Linked DNA regions of Mus musculus: regions 1, 3 and 4 are each linked to region 2. Evidence: chromatin contacts called from public promoter capture Hi-C data. All regions are on one chromosome and are shown on one strand. The core of a region is the stretch at or near the end of the contact, and the rest is flanking DNA. Distances in the headings are between cores, read along the strand shown.

Region 1 (3,372 bases), core at 617-3,116, 600 kb before region 2:
TCTCTGGGTTTCACTATGTGACCGTGGTTGACCTAGAACTCACTCTGCAGACCGGGCTGCTCTTGAATTCATAGAAATCCACCTGTCTGCCTCCCGAATGCTGGGATTAAAAGTGTGCACCACCACACCTGGCTTTTTTCTAAGACTTATTCTGTTTTTAATTATGTGTATTTGTGTTTGGGTTTTGTGTACATGTGTGCAGGAACTTTTGGAGGCCAGAAGAGGGCGCCTATAACTGCCAGTTTGGGTACTGAAAACCAAGCTCTGGTCTTCTACCAGAGTTCTTCTAAATACACACCCTTAACCACTAAACCATCTTTCCAGTCTCAGCCTTAGTTTCCTCATATTAAAAAAGAACCATCAAGGGGGGGGGGAGGGGCTGGAGAGATGGCTCAGTGGCTAAGAGCACTGACTGCTCTTCCATAGGTCCTAAGTTCAATTCCCAGCAACCATCTGTAATGGTCATCCAATGCCATTTTCTGCTGTGTCTGAAGACAGCGACAGTATAACCACATATATGAAATAAATAAATCGTTTAGAAAAATAATCATTACTGTAACTTCATCCTCTGAGACTGACATGTGACAGTGTATGAAATACTTACAAGACGCCATGAGTGCTAAAATCTGAGACCCTTCTGTTCAGTAAAGGCCAGGAAGGTCTTTCCGTTCATATCCTCCATCCCTCTCCCACGCCCTAAAAGGGGATAGGAGATACTTAATTTTGATACTGTCTGAGATAATTTTGAGGCAGGGTCTCTATTTAGTTCTGGACCTCAACAGTAAACCAGGCTGTTCTTGAACTCACAATGATCCTCCTACCTTTGCCTCCCGAGAGCCAGGGCTAGGATTAATGGCATGAGCCACAGGAGCACCACACCTGGCCTTTGAGATAACTTGTTTTATTGTCTAACTAGCCAAATCTGCCTGCTAGGTCTGACATGTAAGCCTTGGGACAGGGATCAGCAATCATTTTCCTGACTACTGCTACCCTGCAGTAAAAGATAAACTGCAGTTCTCCAAGAGAGTTATAGAGATTACCCAAGCAACCCCGCACGCGTGGGAAAATAAATCAGTTCAAGAGCTCCCACGCTAGAGATCTCTGACAAACTGGGCAACCTTGAACAAGTAACAGCCTCTCTGGATGTTTTCCTCTTTGACTACTTCCCCCAGGTTAAGTTCAAACGAAACTGGGAAGGGCTAGGTTTCTCACACAGGCACCGGACTGGGGTTTTTACAAGAGCTGAAAATTTAGTATGAGTGAAAATTTAGTATGAGTATTAGTATTCTTGTTTCATATGAGAAAACCTAGGCTGGACGAAACCGGATTTCAAGCTTCACTCAAGGGAGAGCCGAGCTCCCAAATGCCGCGAAATTACACTGTAAAGTTACATGGCACTGTATGGAGATTAGGGGTAAAGCTTGGGGCGGCCTCAGGAGACCAGGAGGGGTGGGCGAGTCCAAGAGGGGGCGCGGCCACCACGATCCGGCTGGGTTTCGGGGGAAGCCTTGGCCCGCCCGGCTGCCCTCCGCGTCCCTCCCGCAGGCAGCGGCTTGGGATTCTAACAGCTCCGGGAGAGGGAGCTGGCGGGGCGGAGGCGGAGCGGCGGCAGGAAGCAGCGAGGCGGCGCCGTGAGCTGCCTGGGCGGAGAGCCTCTTAAATCCGCCAGGCTGCTGCACCAAATCCCGGGAGCCCGCCCCGAACGCACTTGGGACGCGGTGGGTGGAGGCGCGTCCCGGCCTGCGGGAGGAACAGGGCAGAGGCCGGCCTCCCGCACGTCCCCAGCGGCCGCGGCCCGTGGGCGTGGCCTCTTGTGCCACGCCCCTGACACGCCCCCGGGTCCCTCTCCGGGCGGGGGTCCCCTCCCTCTTCAGCCCTGGACCCAGCGTGGCGCGCTCCCCCCTGGGTGCCATGGCCTCGCGGCTCCTACACCGGCTGCGACACGCCCTGGCCAGCGATGGCCCCGGGGAGGCGGCGGCGGGCCCAGAGGCCGAGCAGTTCCCTGAGAGCTCAGAGCTGGAGGACGATGACGCCGAGGGCCTGTCCTCCCGCCTCAGTGGCACCCTCAGCTTCACTAGTGCGGAGGATGACCCTGACGACGAAGACGAGGACGACGAGGCGGGCCTCGACTCGCCGCCCTCAGGAGACGGGGCATCGGGAGAAGACGCAGGCGAGTGCGGGAGGACAGACAGGAACCCCGGGGCTCGGTTAGGCCTCCCCGCTGGACGCGGTCCGAGGGCATCCTGAGTTTTCTCTCTGAAACTATTGACACTATAAGCTCTTCCAGACACGGTTTGGCTGTGTGACCTTGACTCACAACACTATGGGAATCACACCATCTCGGGTTTTTTGTAGATATTAAATGCACAGGACCAGGGAAACAAACGTGTGTGCTAGCTGCTTCGGGTGGAGGTTTAGCATCCACTGTAAGCCAGGCGCTGGGGTGAAGCACATCTCGCTTCTGTGAATGAGGTCATGGCATTTTGTTTACGTTAACTCTGGAGCTAGCCACCCCCATAATGACGGGTCATGTGCTTGTGCAGAACGAAGTCCCCCACCTGATGGACAACGGAGCAGTCAACTCCTGGCCCGCCAGCTGCAGGATTTCTGGAAAAAGTCTCGGAACACCCTAGTTCCACAGAGGCTGCTCTTTGAGGTGACCAGCGCCAATGTTGTCAAAGACCCTCCCTCCAAGTACGTGGTGAGTGAGGTTCCAGGAACCCTTGAGCAGCGAGTCTAGATGTCTAGCTGAGAGAAAGGAAATAGCACAGATTTTGGGGCGGGGGTCGTGGCCATGCAGTTATAAAAGGATGTCCTTATTTTACACCTGGGGGAACTGAGACCAGATGAGAAGATGGGTGTCAACTGAACACGTCCTCAGGCAAATGACTTAGTTTCTCTAAAACTGAGAATGTGGCCTTAGGAGTTGCCTCCTGTCCTAGTCTTGAGGTTACGAGAACTGATGTGTGTTTCTTTCTGTACCCTGTGGGTTTCTGTCAACCGCAGCAGGACACAGTATTGAGACCCAGTGGCATGGGTCAGGATTAAGGAAATGGGCTTTGGATCCAGACCAGTCTTGATTCACATCCCCTGTGTTTACCAGTGGCTTCCCCTTGGGTGGGTTCTGTGGCCTCAGTGGCCCCCAGTTTCCTCTTTTGAGCAATAGGCAATACATGGGATTATAATAGGAGGTAAATGAGGCCAGGCGCAGGGAAACCTTAGCATTGTCTGGCACTGTGATAGATTAAAACTGTAGCTGTATAGTGTCAAATTCCCCAATCTGAAATGCTTGAAAATCTGAAGCATTTGAGTGTCCACGTGAGGCCGCAAGTGGAAAATTCCACACCTAACTTCACTTGATATGTGTGCAAA
Region 2 (3,498 bases), core at 402-2,901:
CCGTTTGTTTATTGTTTTTTTCAAGACAGGGTTCTTTGTGTAGCCCTGGCTGTCCTGGAACTCTCTATGCAGACCAGGCTGGCTTCTCACTCAGAGATCCATCTGCCTCTGCCTCCCAAGCGCTGGGATTAAAGGCGTGCTCCAGCACATCTGGCAATGCCTTCTGTTTATTGGGGTTCACTTCTCTGGTACTGATCTGCTTCCCTTACTTTCCCTGGCGCTGCCTTTTTATACACGTCTACCACATCCAGATGTACTCGCTGCGGGTCTATGAACAGCCACTGCCAACGGTGGGACGTGAATCCCTCGGTGACTTACCTGGGTACTGTCCATTTCCAGGCGTTCTCAAGAAAGGGCCAGGAACCACCGGTGATCCAAGGGCTGGGTGAGGAAGAACAGGGAATGTGATCAGCAGACTGGCTAGCAGCTCGACAGTGACTCACAGACATGCCCTGGAAGGAAAGGACCCTTCGACCTGCGTCATACAGAAAGCGTCTGCGGAGGGAAGGCCCAGGGCAGTTTTGAATGGACTAATCAGAGCTTTTCTTACTGTGTGAAAGGAAACAAAGGTGTGAATTGAACTACTGTCTTATTCAGGTCTCCTTAAAAAACAAACAACACTTCAGAGTTCATATTAGATCATATCAATAAGCTCTAGTATATATGAAGCCTGAAAGAGCAGGCCAGCAACTCTGAGATTCTATCAATCAATCTATCTATCTATCTATCTACCCTCTAGTTTTTTGGGTATCAATTATCTATCTATCTATCTATCTACCTACCTACCATCTAGTTTTTTGGGTATCAATTACCTGTTTTCCTACTAATGCATTCAGCAGATGAAATCAGAAAACCAGACAGAGGGAGTGAGGGGTTTAAGATGCGTATCACTCTGCTCCCCTCCCCCAAGCTTAACTGCAGTTTCATGAGAGGGAGGCCTCTGCTTCAGTGTAGCAGAAGACAAAGCCCTGGCCTTCGAATCAACACACCAGATTTCAATTCTTGGTTCTGGCACTAGCAAACTACCTAAATGGTCAAAATAGCTGCCTTCCTCACTTGAGAAGAAGTTCGACTCTCATAAAAACCCTTTCCTGTAGATACTCTTGGGTCATTCTTCTATATAAAGGAAACCAGTAAACTCCAGGATGGTGATGGACGGGGTTTGAGCAACTCTGGCGAAACAGAATGGGGACTCTAATGAACGACACGCATTTGTTCGAAGTGATGCAGAGGCCTTTTTCTCAGCCATGGCTGGCATCCCTTCCCTCCCAAACGAAAGACCCGCCAATGAAATCAGACCTGCTCATTCCCTCAATCGCAGCTCAACCCTTAAGCAGCCCCCCGAAGCTTTACCGGGCCAAGGGCATCCGCAGGACTGCTGGGATCCGCTTTTTGCACGCACACACCTCTCTCCTTCCCAGGCTGCCCGCCCGGAGGCCTGCAGCCCCGGGGGCGCCCGCTAGCCTCGCCCGGCCCCTGGACACGCGCAAGCCTCCGCGGGCCCCAGGAAGGCGCTGGTTCTTCTGATCCTGCCCCGGAGTCGCCACCCGGAATTCCTCTGGCTCAGGGGAAACCTCGCTTCTTTTGTAGCTCCCAGAAGGCCCCAGGCAATTGTGGCGCACAGAGGCCCCTCGAGCCTCGCCTGGAAGAGCCCCACGAAACGGAAACGCATCCATAGAGCCTAGGAGACCGCGCATGCGCAGAGTCTCGGAGCGGCCATTCCCACGGTTCTCCAAAGGGTGCTGTAGTCTTTCCAGGACTACATTTCCCACAGGGAGTTGCGGCCCCCACCCAGCCGATAGCCTCTGAGGCGCTAGGGCTTTAATCACAGTAATTTACGAGTAAAAACCATGAGTACAAGAAGAAGTGTGAGAATAAAAAATTAGAGCTCTGTAAAGAAATTCCAACAGTGTATTAAGAAAAAAATAATAACCAAACAGTTGTAAGCAGAATAAAAATGTATCGACGACCTTCCCAAAATTACAGAAGAGACCCCCTAACAAAGAATCAAACCATCTCTAAATATCTTAAAAGAAAATAATCGCCATCCTGTTTATTACTGACTTTACTGACAGGTGCATACTCTCCTGCCAATTTTACAGAAGGAGAAGTCACAATAAGTAATGGCAAAATATTTTAACAGTATAATATTTTCAATTTTTATTTTATTTTATTTTATATGTATTGATATATTGCCTGCCTGCATGTATGTCTGTCCACTACTTGCGTGCTGTGCTTGGTACCCCGTGTCTAAGAAGGCCAGAAGATGGTATCATGTAGGTGCTGGGAATTGAACTCTGCTCCTCTGCTATAAATCACTGCGCCATCTTAACAATATATTTTAACATGACCAATTATATTTAATCCAAGTAATATAGAAACTGCTCTTCATCCATGAGGACAAATTGAATACGTGTATATATTTTGTTTTATTTATTTTTTTAAAATATTTATTTATTTATTTATACACTGTACACTATAGCTGTCTTCAGACACTCCTGAAAACGGCATCAGATTTCGTTACGGATGGTTGTGAGCCACCATGTGGTTGCTGGGATTTGAACTCAGGACCTTTGGAAGAGCGGTCGGCACTCTTAACCACTGAGCCATCTCACCAGCCCCCGTGTATATATTTTAAAAGAGGAAAGCTATGGAATATCTTAGTCACTGGAAGGCCAGACAGTTTCTGACACAGTTATCTGTTATGTTTAAATACCAAAAGGAACTTCGAGATGCAGAGGCTGAGAGATAGCTCTCAGTGAGCCAGACTTCCAGGGATTCAATGCTTGTATACTGTCTCCCACATCAAACGTGGCCATGATGTAATTTAAATAAAGGGGTCATAAGAAGGGACACTGCAGGCTTCAAAAAGCAAACCTGATATCCTGGCAGTCCGGTTTGTTTGCGGTGTTCCTAGAGTTTGTGTATGACTTTAGTTAACTAGTTACCAGAGATCAAGTGGAAACCAAAAGAAGCAGAGAGGCAATGTGGAGAAAAGGCAAATATTTCCCAGAAACCCAGCCATGCCTCCCCTTCCAGGGATCCTTGTCAAGACTTCAGATGCAGGGAGTGAGCCACCCTGAACATTGCATGCAGTTACATTCTTGGGTGGCCTCAGTTGCATATAGACTCACATAAAGCAGAGCCACAAAGTGCATACCTGTAAGCACACACAGAGCCACAAAGTCCGTACCAGTAGCCTCATAGCACGGAGGAAATAACCAGTTGCATCATTTTAAGCCACCAGATTTTGGGGGTAGTTTGTTATGGAGCAATAAATACATGGTGGGTCTGCAAGATGTTTCAGTAAATAAAGGCATTGCCAACAAACCAGATGACCTGCTGTGGGTCTCAGGGGTCCACATGGTCGAGAGAGAGGACCCAGATCTGCAAGCTCCATGTGTGTGCCGGGCCATTCTCAGGGGTATGTACCCGAACCCATGCCAAGTCAAAAGAAAACTGAAATGACTTTGGGGAAAGATAGATTTTAAAAGCAAA
Region 3 (3,492 bases), core at 79-2,578, 890 kb before region 2:
TCTCCTGTTTTTAATAGAAAAATGACAGACTTTGGAGAAAGGTCTGACAGTTGCTTGCACTTCCTCTTTGCTGCAGCCATCCTACTCCTAAATATTCTCCCAAGGGACATGATAACCTAAGTGTGCAAAGCCACTTGTACAGACTATAATCATCCTTGCCTACTATAACCAAAACTACCAAGCACTCCTTTGCCCATGGAGTGTCTCCAGTGGAGAAACTGGCTTACCCACACAATGTTAGCACTGCACAGCAGTAAATAACCTTATACACATGAGAACACGAGGCCAATCAGCACTGTTTCCCTAGAGATGAGGAAAGGATGTAGAGCCAACTCCCATGAAGCTATGGTTTCTGTCTCTAAACCACAATGTGGTTTCAAAATCATTCCTTTCAGGAAAGAACACACAAAACCTCATACTATGCTGTCATTTACATTTAGTCCTAGAACAGATTAATCTATTACAAGAACACTGGTTGCCTCTACAATGTGTTCTGGAGATAGATGTTGACAGGAAAGAGGCATTAGACCATTTTCTGGGACCTTAGGTGGGACTTTAAGTTTAGGGCTTCCCTCCCAATACACATTGCTATGTCGAGTATGAACCCAAGGTCTCATGCCTACTAGGCACTCTGCCACTGAGTTAGTTTCATCCCCAGCCCCAGTTCTTAGGAACATTCTATATCTCCGTAAGATTTGGAGTTACAATATTTTATTAATTAAAACCCAGGTAATTTTATGAGAAAATTTTGAACGAAACTAAATTTTGACAATGCAGAATACCCATGTGTGAAATTTACTCCGTGATGGAATCAATGCTATAATAGATGAGTGGGCTTGTTGGTGTGTACCCATAGCAACATGTTAATGGTGGAATTAATTTACATGGTTGGAGGAACATGTTTAATAGCTGCTAATTCTTTCAATTTTGCCATACACTCTTATTTATTTTATTATATTCTTTTATTAAGACCACAGGGAGGGGGTAGGACAGCTCTGCCCTCACCGTTGCGGGCTAGGTTTTGAGCCAAGTAAATAGAGTCACTGGACGGTTCTACCTCACGCCTGTAATAGCAGCACTTGGTACCGGGATGGCCACACTGCATATCGAGCACTTCCTAGCTGGTGAAAGCACCTATAGGTGCGCGGGCCCTCAAGCCAGCTCTCTTCCTCCGCCACACGCCCACACCCCTTCAGGCCAGGTCGGCAAAATCCACGATCTGTTGACGGACCTCCGTGTCCCTCCGGTAACCTCGGAGTGGTTTCCGGGACGGCGCCGGAAGTCCTCTCTCATCCGGCTTCCTATTGGATGACCGCCTTTGGTGGGCGCGGGCGATGCTGGGAGGCGGAAGCGGCCGCAGGTATGGCGGCTGCCATGCCGCTCGGTTTGCCGTTGCGGTTACTGGTGCTGTTGCTGGTGGGACGGGGCTGCTGTGGCTGCGCGGAGGGCCCACGCGACAGCCTGCGAGAAGAGCTCGTTATCACTCCACTGCCTTCCGGCGACGTGGCCGCCACATTCCAGTTCCGCACGCGTTGGGATTCGGATCTGCAGCGGGAAGGAGGTGAGTTCAGGACCCCAGGAAAATGTCTGCAGCACCTTGCTCAGTTCCTAAAGAGAGCTACTCAGGGGTGGGGCTTGGGTCGCCGCTCACCTGCCTTGCTTTCTTCAGTGTCCCATTACAGGCTCTTCCCTAAAGCCCTGGGACAGCTGATCTCCAAGTACTCCCTGCGGGAGCTCCACCTGTCGTTCACGCAAGGCTTTTGGAGGACGCGATACTGGGGGCCACCCTTCCTGCAGGCTCCGTCAGGTGCAGAGCTCTGGGTCTGGTTCCAAGACACTGTCACCGAGTGAGTTCCTAACTTGACACCTGTCACAGGCCATGGAGGGGGTGTGGCAGGCAAAGTGTTGTCATCTTGTCATTGGCCTTGGGATCTGCTACTCCAGTAGGTAGCGGTCACACCAAGTTAAAACTGATTTTGGAAGTAAGGATTAATATTACAGGGCTGGAGCGATGCCCCAGTCAGTAAAATGCTTGCTACTCAAGCTTGACGACCTGAGTTTCATTTTCCAGAACCTACATTAAAAGTCGGGTTGCTGCTGCCGGCTTCTAGGCCCATAACTGAGGAGGTGGAGACAGGAGGAACAGGACTGCTGGAAGCCAGTATGCCTGAATCAGTGACTTCCAAGATCAGTGACAGAAGTACCCCCCTACACACACACACACACACACACACACAAACAAAGTACAGAGGGAATAAAAGAGACATTGGTTGCTGATTTCTGGCCCTCACAGCTATTTGCATCAGTATGCATGCACATACAACATGAAGAAATTACATTATTATTGAGTGAACATCGTCTCCTGAAAACTTCCAAGTCTGAGGTACTACATGCATTTCTCGAGGCAAAGAGTAGGTGGTTGGTTCCTATTATTGGGATATAAGGTCACAGATAATTGGCAGACTAGGTGTGTTGTTTTTGTTTTTAAGACATTTGTTTGTATTAAAAAAAAACAAACAATACCCATGCCTAACAAAACATTTGTGGGATAGCAGTGGGCTACAGGATGGTCTTTGTGAAATAAAGCAAGAGTTTCACTTTAAAGCATAATCAAGTTTCTAGCTGTTGTCTGTGAACTACAGAAAATCGCCCAGTAGCTGCTGTGATCTTCCTAGAGTAGAATTTTTTCCATGCAGAGATTGCAAACTTATCTCAGCATAGGCCACAAAATACCGATGACAGAGGGAGTTAAAGCATTGGTGAAACCCTGGAGTGAGAATTTAAGGGTGTCTCATTTGCCTCTTAACTACCCTGCAACATCAGTAATGCAGACATTACCAGGTTTAGAGCCCTGATAGGGAGGGTTAGGGTTAAGAGTCTGTGTGACGATCTGAAATAGTCACCACTCAGTTCCTATGGATTGTAACCTTATGACAGTTCTGACTGTCACTTTCAAGAGAGATCAGACTTTTGCATGAGGAAGGACATGTAAATATCAACAAGTAGTTTTAAAGTTTTTGGAAAGCTGTGTAGGTTGGTATTATGCACAGCAGATGTAGCAGGTGCTTAGGGCGATGAGCTGCTGCCACCTAGCCATCGCCTAGAAGGGGCTTAAGTGGGGTCTTGGACTCTCAGAAGCACAACACTACAGACCGTGCTTGAGGTGAGCAGAAAAGGCTCCTTGGGTAAGACCAGATAAGACCTCTCTGGATAAGACCAGAGCAGGACTTTGAAGGCGACAGAACCATGAGCAGAGTGTTCCCAGGCAAGATGGACACTTGAACAAAGACCTGCAGGGCTGCTGAGATGCCCAGAGAGGGCGCTAAGGAGGTAAGGCGAGGCAGGGGCATCCCTGAGCATCATCTGGCTTGTCTCATGGTTGAGATGCAGCTTCACTCTACCATAGACTTGGCAGTCAGCTGTGGCTGTATTAAGGAGGCCACACAGGATTTGGGGTTCCGAGGCTGTAACCCCAGGCCAGTGAGTAGGTTT
Region 4 (3,390 bases), core at 492-2,991, 830 kb before region 2:
CATCAGGCTCCTTTGTAACAGTGGGCATTTATTATTTGTTGGGGACTCGTGGCTCTGTATGTGGTAGTCACACGCCAGGCCCTAGGGTTCCTATGTCAACAACTACGGAATTCACGGTTGTTCCTGGCGGGAGCATGACTTTAATCGTCATTCTTTCCCTCTCCCTGTAGCCCTGAGCATTGAACCTAGGGCCTCACACACACCAGGCAAATGCCATGTCCACTGAGACACATCCCCCACCCCTCGACCATCATTTTTACAGATGACAAAAATGGCTCTTCAAAAAGGAGAGGAGTTTCACCCAAGGTCCTTCAAATGGGAAGTGGAGGAGGTGGAACCTGGTCCCTGTCACTCCAGGACCAGCACCGGACAGCCCCCTTTTGATTACGGTAACCGGATATGGTGGTTGACATCATGTGAGGCCAGGAGCACACGATAGTAGACTCCACAAGGAGTCTACTATCAAGCAACAAAGGAAGGTTAGAAAGGGTGAGGAATTTATTATGGAAGCCTATACAAATCCAAACAGGGAGGTTCTTAGAGAAAAGTCTATTCCTGCACATGCCCAGTGTGGTGGTTTGAATATGCTTGTCCCAGGGAGTGGTACTATTTGGAGGGGTAGCCTTGTTGGAGGAAGTGTATCACTGTGGGGGTGGCCTTTCTCCCTAGCTTTCTGGAAGTTAGTCTTCTCTTAGCAGCCTTCAGATGAAGATGTAGAACTCTCAGTTCCTCCTGCACCATGCCTACCTGGATGCTGCCATGCTCCCACCCTGATGATAATGGATTGAACCTCTGAACCTGTAAGCCAGCCCCAATTAAATGTTGTCCTTATGAGAGTTGCCTTAGTCATGGTGTCTGTTCACAGCAGTAAAATGCTAAGACACCCGGTTTGCGCTGCTAAGTTTTACCTGATAATAAAGGGAAGGATATCCTGAAGTGCCAGCGTTGCATAGTCACCACCATAACACTCTCTCTGTTATGTGTCATTTGGTAGGCATCTGGAGGAAACAGAGCCTGGAGGAAGAAATGGAGATCCAAAAACTTTAGCCTGGAACTTCGGTTGGGGACAAGCCTCTGAAGTGGTCCAGCCTGTGCATCACTCTCTAGTCATAGTAGTGAAACACTCTATCCTGCCCCAATGGACTGGGGTAAGAAAAGGCAAAAGAAATGCCCGAGAGAGCTGGAAATTGCACGGGTGTTGCTCCTTCCTGGATGTGTTCCTTGTCAGCTGGCTTCCTTTGTTAATAAGTCTTATTTCTGTAGCCTCCACTACACCAGCCTCTACTAATCCTTGAACAGGGCTCTGCATGCTGTGGTTCATCTGGCCCCAATCTCAGCCATTTAATCCCCAGCATCTTTTGCCTCCTTTTGGCTCCATCACTGCAGCCTTGCCGTTTTCTCCTTAATCTTGGACTCCTGGGGAGTCAACAGACTCTTTAAAACTGATCCCAGGGAGCTTTCAGCTCTCACTGCCCTGCCTTGCCCTCAGGCCTTAGAAAGGTAGGAAGAGAGGGAGGGGTGGACAAGTGTCCGGCTGCAGCCGGCTTGGAAGCTGTCTCGGTTCCTGGTTCCCACCAGAGCCAAGAATGACACCTGATCCAGGGGGATTGTGAAATGGCGTGAGGTGGCAGGGCGCCCGCGCTGCCCGCTGTGCTTCCTACCCGCCTCCTGTACCCCTCACTCGGCCCCGCCCCCCTCCCCGCGCGAGTGCTTAAATCCCCCCCATCCTGGCTGCAGGTCACACCTGCACCATGCCTGCCTGTCGCCTCTGCTTGCTGGCCGCTGGCCTCCTACTAGGGTTGCTACTGTTCACCCCCATCTCAGCCACAGGTGAGTGCAGCCCAGAGTGCCGGAGTCTCAGAAGCCGGGGTTCTGGGACTAAGGTGAGAGGCCAGTGAATATTTAATTTTTGCAACTCTGGGGCCTACAGCTAGTTATCCTTGAAGCTTAGGGTCCGGGGAATGTACTGGGAAGGGGGGAGGGGGAATCAATGAAGGCTTAAAGTTGGAAGGGCGGGGGCTCTCTCAGCTCTGAAAGCAGAGACCTGATGAAGAGGAGCGGGAAACTCCCGGGATGGCGGAAGCTTCCAAGCAGAGGCTCAAGTCCCAGAGGACTGGGGACTTTGAAGCCAAGCATTGGGGAGTTCTCTAGTGTCAGAGACCCCTGGCTCGGGGGTGAGGCTCTCTGGGATGATATTATGGGGGCCCCTGGGCCAAAGAATCCGAAATCCTTGGGGTTGAAATTTGGGGATCTCGGAGCAGGGAGAGGATATGCGGGTGGGACTGGGCTCGGTTCTCCCTGACAAGTCTCTGCTCCCACCCACCCATCCCAAGGCACCGATGCAGAGAAACCCGGCGAGTGCCCCCAGCTTGAACCAATTACGGACTGTGTGTTGGAGTGCACTTTGGACAAGGACTGTGCGGACAACCGCAAGTGCTGCCAGGCGGGCTGCAGCTCTGTCTGCTCCAAGCCTAATGGTAGCCCCGGGGTGACCTGGCGGGGACAGGGCGGGGTTGTGAGAGGTGGGAGCGGCCCGGGTTTGGGTTTGGCGAAGAAGGGCATCCCAGATCCAGGGAGCCCGAAAAGCGGTGGAAACCCGATCCACACGTGCCTCCCTTGTCTGGCCTGGGGTAAATGCGAGGGACAAAGGCGTCACAGAGGCGCGGCCCAGGGGAAGGAGCCCCCCTCCCCCCCATTCCTGGCTGGATTCGATTCTCTGGTGCATGAAGGGCTTCCGGGCACGCACAGCGAGACTTTGTTCCGGGACCTGAGAGCAGTGGCTTCCTAGGCTGGAGTTGGAGGGCAAACCCTGGGTGGCGTCAGTGCCGGGACCCGAGCCTTAGGGACCTGTTGCCCCTTGGGGTTCTTCCCGCAGGGCCCTCAACGGTCTGGCCTAGCAAGACTCAAGATTTGTACCTGAGGGAGGGAGAAATCTTTTGCCACATCCTAAGGTTGTGGAAGTGAGCCGCCAAAATAAATGTTCTCGCACAAAGTTACACCGCCATCCTGTGGCTGGCAGAGGTTCCGTTTCTTTCTTTGACACTGGATTTTCCTCTTGTATCTTTATTTCCACAACCTTTAGGACCGAGCGAAGGAGAGCTCTCAGGGACAGATACTAAACTCTCAGAGACTGGGACTACTACTCAATCAGCGGGCCTTGACCACACTACTAAACCACCGGGAGGTCAAGTCTCCACGAAGCCACCAGCTGTGACCAGGGAAGGCTTAGGTGTCCGAGGTGTGGAATCTAAGCATCTTATTTCCAAGAGGGAAAAGCTGAGGCTAGGAGGTGGGGTGGGGGAACAGAAACCAAAGTTTGTAATTTCTGGTCTTTTGGGGGGGCTACAGCCCCTGCCCCTCTTTTGCCTTTATTATTTTTCTCAAAGATGC

The links. Promoter capture Hi-C pulls out the DNA fragments that hold promoters and counts their contacts.
Region 1: a contact with region 2 is called in a promoter capture Hi-C map of liver. The contact joins the promoter of Snx21 here to the promoter of Zfp334 in region 2. A contact is called at or near these places in 9 of 39 promoter capture datasets (the 3T3-L1 cell line, cranial neural crest, frontonasal cranial neural crest and 5 more) and 2 of 9 other capture datasets (liver and macrophages).
Region 3: a promoter capture Hi-C map of cranial neural crest shows a contact between it and region 2. The contact joins the promoter of Pigt here to the promoter of Zfp334 in region 2. A contact is called at or near these places in 2 of 39 promoter capture datasets (cranial neural crest and liver).
Region 4: a promoter capture Hi-C map of liver shows a contact between it and region 2. The contact joins the promoter of Wfdc2 here to the promoter of Zfp334 in region 2. A contact is called at or near these places in 3 of 39 promoter capture datasets (cranial neural crest, liver and pre-B cells).

Annotation. Positions count from the first base shown.
Region 1 is chr2:164,784,155-164,787,526 of GRCm38.p6, forward strand. It overlaps Snx21 (sorting nexin family member 21), which reads left to right and starts at 1,867. Exons shown (of 3, transcript NM_133924.3): 1 at 1,867-2,170; 2 at 2,544-2,701. The coding sequence starts at 1,912.
Region 2 is chr2:165,386,608-165,390,105 of GRCm38.p6, forward strand. Zfp334 (zinc finger protein 334) reads right to left here and starts at 1,652. Exons shown (of 5, transcript NM_178411.3): 1 at 1,354-1,652; 2 at 319-381. The coding sequence starts at 333.
Region 3 is chr2:164,496,197-164,499,688 of GRCm38.p6, forward strand. Pigt (phosphatidylinositol glycan anchor biosynthesis, class T) reads left to right here and starts at 1,329. Exons shown (of 12, transcript NM_133779.2): 1 at 1,329-1,561; 2 at 1,670-1,847. The coding sequence starts at 1,363.
Region 4 is chr2:164,560,975-164,564,364 of GRCm38.p6, forward strand. Wfdc2 (WAP four-disulfide core domain 2) reads left to right here and starts at 1,742. Exons shown (of 5, transcript NM_026323.2): 1 at 1,742-1,830; 2 at 2,334-2,477; 3 at 3,083-3,238. The coding sequence starts at 1,752.